2 separate regions of the Tachysurus vachellii genome follow, and region 2 is linked to region 1. The links are chromatin contacts, called in public Hi-C maps. All regions are on one chromosome and are shown on one strand. The core of a region is the stretch at or near the end of the contact, and the rest is flanking DNA. Distances in the headings are between cores, read along the strand shown.

Evidence for each region. A called contact is a pair of places that touch in the nucleus more often than the background predicts.
Region 2: a contact with region 1 is called in a Hi-C map of muscle, with 4 times the contacts expected there. The contact joins the promoter of efcab11 here to the promoter of ston2 in region 1. A contact is called at or near these places in 2 of 3 Hi-C or Micro-C datasets (blood and muscle).

What each region holds. Positions count from the first base shown.
Region 1 is chr10:26,580,624-26,586,703 of HZAU_Pvac_v1, reverse strand. It overlaps ston2 (stonin 2), which reads left to right and starts at 3,492. Exons shown (of 7, transcript XM_060880487.1): 1 at 3,492-3,585.
Region 2 is chr10:26,762,856-26,769,205 of HZAU_Pvac_v1, reverse strand. efcab11 (EF-hand calcium binding domain 11) reads left to right here and starts at 2,380. Exons shown (of 5, transcript XM_060880516.1): 1 at 2,380-2,573; 2 at 4,422-4,517; 3 at 4,735-4,783. The coding sequence starts at 2,493. tdp1 (tyrosyl-DNA phosphodiesterase 1) reads right to left here and starts at 1,736. Exons shown (of 17, transcript XM_060880493.1): 1 at 1,562-1,736; 2 at 1,398-1,459; 3 at 339-946; 4 at 193-236. The coding sequence starts at 1,450. trnak-uuu (transfer RNA lysine (anticodon UUU)) reads right to left here and starts at 4,165; the gene lies at 4,093-4,165.

The sequences.
Region 1 (6,080 bases), core at 2,243-4,742:
AGTAATAGAAAACTAGAGATGTCAATCATCCTGCGCTTGGCCCTGATTGGCTGGTGAGTGCATCATGATCTATGTATAAATAAATCTATAAAACAGAGGACGAATTAATTCGGTCAGTCTTTGAAGTTGTGTGCATCCCGTTTATTTTATGCAATGCTATGAAGGTTAATGAAGTCTTATTAACTCCACATGAGAAACAAAGATCCTGCTAAGAGAACAGGAACAGTAACTTGTCTTGGAGATGTTCCACAGAGTGTTATACAACTACAAATGCTTAAAAGGTAGGAGAAATAAAACGATACCCGACAGGCTGCCACAGGAAAACCAATCAACATCCTTACAGTACATTCCTTGCTTACACGAGGTGCGTTCAGGAGCTCAGCTAGAGATTTTTTGAGATAAGGTGTGTTGTTTATGTGTAATCGAGGTTACACGAGCAGATTTGAGATATTGACAGGGTTTTAGGAACAGGATGGCGCACTGGGTGTGGATCTGCTTCTCGGTGCCAAACGCGCAAAGCCGCAGAGTTACTGTAACTCCTCAGCCACCTGTTCTGACAGGTAACCGGCCGTATTGTGTGGAGAAGCTGTCTGAGATCAGAGGAGTTATAAGGAAACGCTTTTTAAATATTGATCGCACAATCACAAGCAGTAGTCAGAACTCCTTCAGAATGGAGGACTGGCTTACTGTCATGACTTAATTGAGAACTTATTTGGAGAATTAAGGCGTCTCGTCAGGCAGCTGTGGTTACTGAGATCTGGAGTGGCGTTATAAACACAGGCTCGTTTGTCTGATCCATTTGTTCCTGTTTACTGTACAGATGCAGATCTATTGTAATCTGCAGTCTAATTTTAGCAGACAGATTTACACCAGATGTGTTAATCACACGCTTTTACAGCGCCGGAGGAGGCGGAGTGAACCCCGACTGATCATACATCAGACTTATTAGATCAGATCTCAAATTAAACCTCACAAGAGACGGTAGTAATGTCTCACTTAGAGCGGACTGGGACTCGACCTCGGGTTCTGCCGCCTGTGTGAGGGGATGGAGACGTAAATGCTGCTTACATTTAAAAGGATTCATATTTAGACGCTCTGTATATCTTGTGCTCATCAAACATGAGGGAGAGAAAATGCTCGTTAGTTAAATATTATATTAGTGTTATTGTCAGTCTATAAGTGTCAGTGTGTTACCCCACGGTCCGAGGTGATGGTGCAAGTTCATGACGGAGGCTGATGAGGGAACGCCTCTTTATAGTTGCTATAAGTGAAAAAAGAAAATACTGAATAAACACTGAATAAATACTGAATAAATACCGAATAAATACTGAATAACTTTAAACAGATAAAAAGGATGTGATGTAAAACCCATGAAATCTGGTCATTCATTTAATTTGTTATGCTTCTTCACACACATTTCTTTGACATCTTGAATGGATCAGTCTATTAAATGTAAAATATCCTGATAATTATTGTATATACAGATTAATTAATTAACACCTCGAATAAAGGCATTAAAACCAAATGCATTCGGCTTCCAGATGTATGTCGCCCCCTGCTGGAAAAACACAGCATCACAGTAATAAAGCTCTAAACTGCGTTTTAATGATGTCAAACCTTTCAGGTTCATTACTCGATTCCTTCTGACGTCACACAGCAGCTTGATGAATCGCTGCAGTTCCGCTCAATGCCGACAGATGGCGCAAAACACACAGCGATTAAAACTATCTGTGTAAATGAATGTTATAAACGTCAGGCCTGCTCTGAAAGCTTAATAACAGCATTAATAACGTTTTATCAACTTTATTTACGGTCCCGTGTGTAAAGTTGTGGAGTTTAACACTACTTTCTGAACGTGTAAACTGTTTGTAATGTGTTATTTTGGCACGCTCGCGCTCTCATCAGCAGGTGGACGCACATACTGGGTTGCCAGATTGCAAAGATTTGCCCAGCGTTAAGTTTCATTTTTTTTTAAGAACTTTTAAAATTCTTAATTTCAGAACCTTTTGAAAATCTGTAATTTTGAAGATTTTGATTAAAAAAATACTCACAAAATGTTTCAACTAAACAACACAGTATTATTTTTACAACCGTATGCAATGCATGTGTTTATATTATTATTATTATTATTATTATTATTATTATTATCATTATTATTATTATATATTTAATTATAAGTGAGAAATTAATAAAAAAAAATAAAAACAATAAAGGAATGTATTGTATTTTTGAATGCATGGTCTAAGTCCACTTTAGAGAAATAATGGATAAAAGTACAATCCAAAATCTAATCACTTTTACATTAAACTGCTCTGTTTTGTAATGTTTTTAATATATATAATTATAAATAAACTACTCTGTATACAAGACAGCTCAGACTTTAACTTGCTGAAATATTGCGTTATTATTATTATTATTATTATTATTATTATTATTATTATTATTATTATTATCGAATAGTAAGCGTCTAATTTGGTCACGTGATGTAAAGTGTGTTAATTGGACTCTGTGTTTAATTAAAGCGTTAATAAACATACAAATGGAGCCTAAAAGAGAAGAGGAAGGAAAGAGAAAGAGAAATGAACAGTACAAAGTGACCAGGAAAAGACCCAGGACACAACTGTGACTGGTAAGTGGTGTGTTGTGCTAACTGTAATGTAGCAGAGCTCATTACTGCACTTATTATAAGGTAATTAACAGCTCTAATGCGTGATATTGATTTGAATTGTGGAGGATTTAAATGCCAATATTTCCTATAATGAAAGTCTAACGGACTGCAAATGTGAGTCACGTGACTTCTGCTATTGCTCATTTGTGCAGATTTGTGCGTCATCAGCTCTTATAACTCTGATTTCTACTCAGTGATTTAAACTTTTGTAAATGTTGAATAAATGGTCTTTAGTGTGACTCAGTCACGTGGCCATCTGCTGTTTGCATGTTTTTTGTTCTTTGAACCATTTGGTACTAGGGGTGTGTAGTAGGGAGGTGTGTGTGTATTAGGGGAGTGTGTGCACTAAGTGGGGGTGTACTAGGGGTGTGCACCCCACCCCTAGTACACCCCACCTAGTGCGGTGTACTAGGGGTGTGTGCACTAGGTGTGTGTGTGTGTGTGCACTAGGTGGGGGTGCGTGCGTGCACTAGGTGGGGGTGCGTGTGTGCACTAGGTGGGGGTGCGTGCGTGCACTAGGTGGGGGTGCGTGTGTGCACTAGGTGGGGGTGCACACACGCACCCCCACCTAGTGCACGCACGCACCCCCACCTAGTGCATGTGCGTGTGCTAGATGCGTGTGTTTTGCTTTGCTGGCCGTTACAGAGCTACATGATAAATAAATAAAGCTGTAAATATTTATGCACATGTTTGGTAAGTTATAATTGTAAAGCTTGCAAAGATGAACATTTTTGTTGCTTCCAGTAAAGATTACAGATGTCAGTATAATCTCAATCTGGCAACCTCTATCAGTCCTATACTGAGAAGCTTCGCTCCTGGATGTGACCAATCAGAAGCCAGTGGGCGGGGCTTCGACAGCGATTGACTGGATTGTTGCAGCAAGCTGAGTGTCGGAGTTGTTTTATAATAAACACTAGGTAGGAAAACTGGCACTTATATCTGTCTCTTGTTTCTGTTCTGTTTCAGTCGGTTTGTTTCTGTCGTATTAAACCGGTTATAAAACGTTATAAAGAGTCAGAGAGAGAGGCGCGTGCACCACGTTACACTGTTACAAGTGAAGGCAACAGTTTAGTGCTGAAGTGCGTCACGTGTTTATCTCCTGTTTACTTTGTGTTTACTTTGTGTTTATCTCGTGTTTGTCTCGTTTTTACTTTTTGTCTCGTTTTTACTTTTGTGTTTCTGTTGTCAACAATGTTGCACGAAGTTAGTGTTAAACCCTAGAATGTGCACGTTATCAGGTTAATTTCCGGTTTACTTCAAGCTCGAGTTTGTCATGTTCTTGTTTTATTGCTTTAATTGTTGAAGTTTCATTTCGAGTGAACGCAGGATATTGTTTTCTCTGCTAGTCAAACAAGCATCTGATTGAGGGGGGTGTTGTGTGTGTGTGTTGGGGGTGTTGTGTGTGTGTGTTGTGTTTTCTGTGTGGTGTGTGTGCTGGGGGTGTGTAGTGTGTGGGGGTGTGTTGTATGTGGGTGTCTGGGGTGTGTGTGTGGGTTTTGTGTGTGTGTGTGTGTTAGGGGGTGCTGTGTGTGTGGGGTTGTGTGGGTGTTGTGTGTGTCTGGGGTGTGTGTGTGTGTGTGTGTTGGGGGAGCTGTGTGTGTGGGGGTTGTGTGTGTGTGTGTTGGGGGTGCTGTGTGTGTGGGGTTGTGTGTTGGGGTGTGTGTTGTGTTTTCTGTGTGTTGTGTGTGTTGGGCGGTGTTGTGTGTGTTGGGCGGTGTTGTGTGTGTTGGGCGGTGTTGTGTGTGGGGGTGTGTTGTATGTGGGTGTGTGTGTGTGTGTGTGTGTTGGGGGTGCTGTTTGTGGGGGGTTGTGTGGGTGTGTGTGGGTGTTGTGTGTTGGGGGTGCTGTTTGTGGGGGGTTGTGTGGGTGTTGTGTGTTGGGGGTGCTGTTTATGGGGGGTTGTGTGGGTGTGTGTGGGTGTTGTGTGTTGTGTGTGTGTGTGGGGGTGGTGTGTGTGTGGGGGTGCTGTGTGTGTGGGGGTGCTGTGTGTGTGTGTGTGTGTGTTGGGGGGTGCTGTGTGTGGGGGGTTGTGTGGGTGTGTGTGGGTGTTGTGTGTGTCTGGGGTGTGTGTGTGTGTGTTGGGGGGTGCTGTGTGTGGGGGGTGCTGTGCGTGTGTGGGTGTTGTGTGTGTGGGGTGTGTGTGGGTGTGTGTGTGTGTGGGGTGTGTGTGGGTGTTGTGTGTGGGGTGTGTGTGTGTGTTGGGGTGTGTGTGTGTGTTGGGGTGTGTGTGTGTGTGTGTGGGTGTGTGTGGGTGTTGTGTGTGTCTGGGGTGTGTGTGTGTTGGGGGTGCTGTGTGTGGGGGGTGCTGTGTGTGGTTGGTGCTGTGTGTGGGGGGTGCTGTGTGTGGGGTGTGTATGTGTGTGGGTATTGTGTGTGTCTGGGGTGTGTGTGTGTTGGGGGGTGCTGTGTGTGGGGTGTGTGTGTGTGTGTGGGGTGTGTGTGGGTGTTGTGTGTGTCTGGGGTGTGTGTGTGTGTTGGGGGGTGCTGTGTGTTGGGGGGTGCTGTGTGTGGGTGGTGCTGTGTGTGGGGTGTGTGTGTGTGTGTGTGTGTGTGTGGGTGTTGTGTGTGTCTGGGGTGTGTGTGTGTAGCAGGGCAATAAATGTGCAGGTTAACTGGTTTTCCAGGTTGCCTGTGTGATAAGATCTCTACATTTGACTCTTGTTCTACACTCATCAATTTGGATCATTTGTTTGCTTCACTTCAGTAAGGTCTTTGTAATATAATCTCTCTGCACTGGTGTAGAAATTAATGTTTTTTTTTCCATCAGACGTTGGAGTAAGTCACAAGTGATATCAGATCGATTCACTACTGCATTGTATTTATTCACTAGTGTATCAGATCGAGTCACACATGGATTGAGTCACTAGTCCTATTAAATCGGATCGAATCAGTAGCGGCTCGGGTTCGTTTGCATTATATATGTTTTTGTCTCATTTCATTTCACGTTTGATTCGAATCCCGGATTTGTGAACATACATTAAATTGATTCGTTGTGTCAGATTGTTTGACCAGACCGTGTCGGATTGAATCGCTAACGTGTCTGATTGATTCACTGCTCGGTCTAATTGATTGACAAGTCGGTGTCTGATTAGCCTCGGTGTCTCTGATTGATTCATTGCTGTGTGTAATTGACTAGTCTGTATCTGATTCACTGTTGTGTCTGATTTGCCTTAGAGTTTGTCTAATCGACTCACCGCTGTGTTTGATTCGTCTGTGTCTGATTCAGTAGTGTATTGAATCACTCTCAGGTTGATGTATACTTCATTCATTGCTTAGATGGTTACTTCGTCTCTACAGGTGATCAGTAACATTATACTTTACCTGTCCAGGTGAGATGTCCCTGTGTCTCGGACCTGCTAGCCGACAGCTCACAACTCATCCAGGTGAATACATCGACACCGCAGCATCTTTA
Region 2 (6,350 bases), core at 1,131-3,630, 180 kb before region 1:
TCTAAGGAGATGTTTGTTTGACATTAACAAGGTGTAGCTTTAGATATAAATTTCAGGATTCAGAGATTTAACCTACTTGTTGCCTAGGTTACCACTTATAGTTTGATAAAACACCAGAGGTTAAAGTGATGTGCATTTCATCTCCAGTCTTTAACACACAACAGTGTGAGCGACATACAAACAGACACGTACCTGGACGGATTCCTTTAGTGTGCCAAACATGGGGGAAAGTATTTCTATTGAAGCAGGTAGAAAAAAATCAATAAATCAATAAATGTAACCAAGCACAGCTTAAATACACATAAAACGAAAGTGATATATAGTATTTGTGTGTTCACCTTTAATGTGCAAGGCTCCGGTGTTGTACTTCTTTTCTATCCCTGTGACTTTGTTTAAATAAAAGCGGTACGTATCGTTCGTGGTGTTTAAGTTTGCCTCAAAGAAATCACTGGGTTCCTCTTTGTAATAATTTTCACCATGTGGACTCGGGGGCCGACTTCTCTCGGGCTTCTTCCTCGGAGGACTTGAGCCTTGTCGTTTGGGTTTGGGTTTGTTTTTAGGGGCTGATGAGGAAGCTCTGTTGTCATCATCATCACTGCTGGAGAGGTTCCAACCTCCCTCATCTGTCTCTCTCTTTCTCTTCGGTGCTGCAGAAGGACTGCTGTCGTATTTAACCGGATTACTCTGATGGAGGCGTGAGGCTTGTCGAGCCTCAGAGCCCATTGCAGGGACAGACGTTTTTTCAGTCTCAAGCTTCACGTTGTTTTTTTTCCTTGGCTCAGATTTGGGCTTTAACACTGTACTAACTGGGCTGGCTTTGGGCTCTGGATCAGGCTTAATGTTCTTTATGGGTTCCTGTATGTTTTTCGGTGGTGTTGGTGGTATGACATTATCATCATCATCCTCACTGTCAGACAGCGTCCACTTGCCGTGTTGGCTCTCCATTCTGTTCCACAGTGGAAGCAAGAAGTCATTTAATACATTTTGACTAACAAAGTGCTCTAACCTTTAATAGATGTTATTATTATTATTTGAAGGTTATTACACTACAGATGTTAATAACACACTTACAGGAGCACATCCCTTAGATGAAGGTTTAAATGGTTTAGCAGTAAAAATATTCATTCATCTATTCATACACTTTCATTCAAATAGAATGTACTGACTGTGTAAATCATGTTGATTCAGTCACACACAAGAGTCGAGCGTTTAACCTGAACCGACTCTAAACGACTCAGATGTTGATACGTTCTACTGGTTTCTTATTTCTTACGGTTGTGTGTGTGTGTGTGTGTGTGTGTGTGTGTGTGTGTGACCAAAAAGACTTTTTGTCTTAATTTCCATAAAAGAACAACAACAAAAAACAACAACCGTGGAATCGAGTCCCGGTCAATTACCTAAAAGAACCAAATAGAAGAGTCGACTCATTGGAGTACAACACGTTGTTCATGTTATCTGTCTGTGACACAAAAAGCCTTTCAGTTCCACAGCATCAGTTCTGTACTTAAAGAGTTTTATAAACTTTAACGTTAAAATAAACAACATTATTTTTGTAACTTACTCTGGTGGTGCAGATTAACTGTTAGAACAAGATCAATGGGGAAAAAAAGAACAGATAATGCACAATATATATATCTAATAGTTCATGAAGTAGAAATCTGAAATTAATCATTTTGCATCATTTTCTTCTAATTTAATGTCCAGTGCACGTTGTAGAAAACATCAATGAATGCACTGTGAATACCGCGAAATAACCCCCATCAAAATAAAAGCCTCCAATAATAATAATAATAATAATAATAATAATAATAATAATAATAATAATAATAATCTATAATAGATAAAGCGTGATAAATGAACACAAACTCACCTGGATGCAAATCTGATATTTGTAAATAAAACAAATAATTTATATAAACCTGATTGTAATCCGACTTTTATTATCTTGTGTGTGATATAACGTCTTTGTAGCAAACTTCACTTCATATAAACTGACGTACTTTGCTATACAGGCTCGATCCCAATCGGCTCCTGGGTACAAACCTAGTGCCCTACGTAGTGGTCTAGTGTGTGTGGTTTTACACGCTATGTAGTGCACTAATGCAGTGAGTGTAAATGTAATGTAGATTCGGTGTCCTTTGGAGTTTAAAATGTCGCGTTAGCAGCTTTAATATTAATTAAGATAATTAAACGATGTTTGAAGGGTTTTATAAAATGGTCTCACAGGACTACATTGTTTGTCTTTTTTTGTAAAGACGCTGAATCTGGATAAATGTAATCCGACGTTTGATTGGCTGTAAAGTGTATGACGTAATGTTTACACCCTAGATAGTGCACCACTGTAGTGCAGCAGGGTAATATATTACATTTAGGCGCGAGCCGTGCCAGTTGGAGGCGCTCGTGCGCAGCTACGCATTACCATGGAAACCGTTAAAGCCTAGCGTATAAACAGACAGCTAGCATGTAGCTTGTAGCTTGTAGCGTAGGAAGTAATGTCTCTTTGTAGCGGCGCTGCATTTAGTAGGAATAGGGATAGAAAAGTGACAGCAGGTGACAGGAAGAGGTTTGTTTCGGTAAGATTGTCTACAGCTAAGATAAACTGCTGCTTACAAACAGGCAAAGTGTATTAGCTTCTGAAATATAAGTAAGGTACCTAGATAACTAACTGTGTTAACTAGATAACCTAGATAACTAACTGTGTTAACTAGATAACTAACTGTGTTAACTAGATAACCTAGATAACTAACTGTGTTAACTAGATAACCTAGATAACTAACTGTGTTAACTAGATAACCTAGATAACTAACTGTGTTAACTAGATAACCTAGATAACGTACTGTGTTAACTAGATAACCTAGATAACGTACTGTGTTAACTAGATAACCTAGATAACTAACTGTGTTAAGTAGATAACCTAGATAACTAACTGTGTTAAGTAGATAACTTACTGTGTTAACCTACATAAACTAACGGTGTTAAATAGATAACCTAGATAACTAACTGTGTTAAATAGATAACCTAGATAACTAACTGTGTTAAGTGGGTAACCTAGATAACTAACTGTGTTAAGTAGATAACTTACTGTGTTAACCTACATAAACTGTGTTAAATAGATAACTAACTGTGTTAAATAGATAACCTAGATAACTAACTGTTAACTAGATAACCTAGATAACTTACTGTGTTAACTAGATAACCTAGATAACTAACTGTTAACATACATAAACTAACTGTGTTAACCTACATAAACTAACTGTGTTAAATAGATAACTAACTGTGTTAAATAGATAACCTAGATAACTAACTGTGTTAAGTAGATAATTTACTGTGTTAACCTACATAACTAACTGTGTTAACCTACATAACTAACTGTGTTAAGTAGATAACTGAGTTAAATAGATAACTTACTGTGTGTACCTAGTTAACCCAGATAACTAACTGTGTTAACTAGATATTGTTTACTAGCTTGTTCTACACAATTCTCTATGTTCAAGCATCTCTGTTTTAATACGTATTAAATTGTCAACATTCATAAAGTCCATAAAGTAAATATTTAAAACTGACACATCTGTTACATCTGGGTTTATCTGTAGTGTCTGTGGTGTCTGTGGTGTCTGTAGTGTCTGTAGTGTCTGTGGTGTCTGTGGTGTCTGTAGTGTCTGCGGTGTCTGTGGTGTCTGAGGTGTCTGTAGTGTCTGTGGTGTCTGTAGTGTCTGTGGTGTCTGTGGTGTCTGTAGTGTCTGTGGTGTCTGAGGTGTCTGTAGTGTCTGTGGTGTCTGTAGTGTCTGTGGTGTCTGTAGTGTCTGTGGTGTCTGTGGTGTCTGTAGTGTCTGTGGTGTCTGAGGTGTCTGTGGTGTCTGAGGTGTCTGAGGTGTCTGTGGTGTCTGTGGTGTCTGTGGTGTCTGTGGTGTCTGTGGTGTCTGCGGTGTCTGCGGTGTCTGAGGTGTCTGTGGTGTCTGAGGTGTCTGTGGTGTCTGTGGTGTCTGAGGTGTCTGTGGTGTCTGTGGTGTCTGTAGTGTCTGTAGTAATATAACGTCTTATATTTCCGACGTTTTGATTTCAGTTTAGAAATAAAAATAAAAAGTGTATTTCCGCCCGAACAGGGACTTGAACCCTGGACCCTCAGATTAAAAGTCTGATGCTCTACCGACTGAGCTATCCGGGCTCACGGCTTTGTGTCCACCACAGGGCGCAGAAATTATTTACACATGTTATTAGTAACGTGGAAATTATTTACACGTTATTAGTAACACGTTTCATGAAAACTGAAAATACGCTTTTATACATTTTAGATGGGTTTAATTCATTCTTGTCCCTTTATTATATCAAAATACGACAAAGAAAGTTTATTTTTCTGTTATGCTTTTATTTGGGGGCATGTTTAATACTTTTAAATGTTTTTTTTTTGCCTTTGTGTTTAGGTTTTTGAACAGTGTGATGTAGAAAAGAAGGGCTACTTGTCCAGAGAGGATCTTAAGGTGGCAGTTGTTATGCTATTCGGATATAAACCTTCAAAGGTAATTCCTAGTGCAACCGCTAGATGGAGACATTGCGCTGGATTACAATTTGACACAGCACTTTTTTGTTTTAATGATCAAACCATTGTGTTAATCTTTCATGGATTTGCATGGAATCTTACATGTAAATCACTGGCAGAAACTAGATATTCTTTTTGATTTCTCTCTCTCTCTCTCTCTCTCTCTCTCTCTCTCTCTCTCTCTCTCTCTTAATTAGTCAGAAACCAGTATGATGATGGAGGCTGGTGTGGAGCCAAACTGCCCAGGTATGATGATGAGCAGGTCACGTCTGATTACAGGTGTAGCGTGAGTGCGTTTCGGACCTCTACAGGGGTTCGAATAAAAAAAAGTAAAAGTGTGAATATTTCGACTCCTTATTTGTTTTGCTGGTTTTGACCCAGACGTGCGGTGTGTTTCAGTGGTCTCAGGCGTCTCCCGAAGAGCACGTCCATTACCGTTTTCATCATAATGTCTCGACTCACTAAGGTGACTCATCTCCAGCCAAGCCCTGGGCATGATACGTGAAATTTTCTCCTGATTTTGACAGAGGAAACCACGCTTTATGCATACCACTTAAGGGAAATGAAAGCTTGATTTGATTTTGTGTAATCCTTTTTTACACGTTGCCACGAATGAAAGGACCCCTCACAAAAAAAATGGCACGAAATAATTTTGGCGTGAAACATGCCATTTGACAGACAGCAACGCCGAAGAAAAGAGGGTTGGCAAGCCGGTTTTTAAGGCGAGACATTAAACGGTTGAAGACCTAGATTAGTAAGCAATTTGTCTCTTGTTTTACGCCACGAGCAAATTGCTTTTGTATACTGCCCCACAGGAAAGCACAAGATAAATTAGTTAAAGTGGCTTGCTCGCAGTGATGAAATACTCCAGCGTTAAATCTTGCTCAGAGCAAGCAGCGTATTAAATTGCCCCTCTTCTGAATTTCATGTGATTACTAAATTAGTGATGGCAGGAAGGCAGGAAGGAGTGGGTTTCTGGTCGTAATGGGGAAGGATTGGCGAGACCGAGCAGCAGGTTCCCTCCGGCAGACTTTCTGAGAGAATAGAGGCCGCTTGAATAGAGGCGCTTGAGCCGTGCTACAACGCCGTCTCTGACTAGCCCACTCACTCCGTTCCTTTATCTCACTTTCTCTTTCTCTAGATGGAGTAGACAATGGTGTGCGAAAGGCACTGAAGTTTTTTTTTTTTTTTTTTTTTTTTTTTAATAAAGCTGTCTGGTTGTCGTCGTCCTCGTCGTCGTCGTGATTTTAAACACCTCAGTGTCATTGCTGGTTTGAGATACAGTTCACTTTTCACCATGAGATGGATAATAAGGAGATGAAGCAGGAAATGACCGAGCGCCACGGTGGTGTGATGGAGTGGAGCACAAAGAGCAGAGTCATAACCATAAAGTGGTGATGAACAAAGTCTCTTCGTTCTCTTCAGCCACAGCACTTTGTCAACATTCAGCAGTTTTTAATTTACTTAACGTGAAACATCTAAAAAAACTCATTTCCTTTATCACTTACGTTATAGCAGCAGATAGAAACAATCTCTCCGTCGCGCTTCTCACCAATAAATCTGGAGCTTGTTACAGAGTTGAATGTATTATTAGTGATTATTAGCAAAAAAAAAACAAAAAAAACAAACGGCGTTCTTCCGGCACACAGTCTCTTAACAGTAAGCTTTGGTTGCTAAGCAACATAGCAGGAAAATCTGAAGGCATTTCATGGACAGATCTTTTATGCCTCAATGTTTTCGAGAATGATTGATCTTCTCCGTGCTGAATTTTGTAGCGCGACACCTCTGTGACTATTGGACGAGATTATCTGCC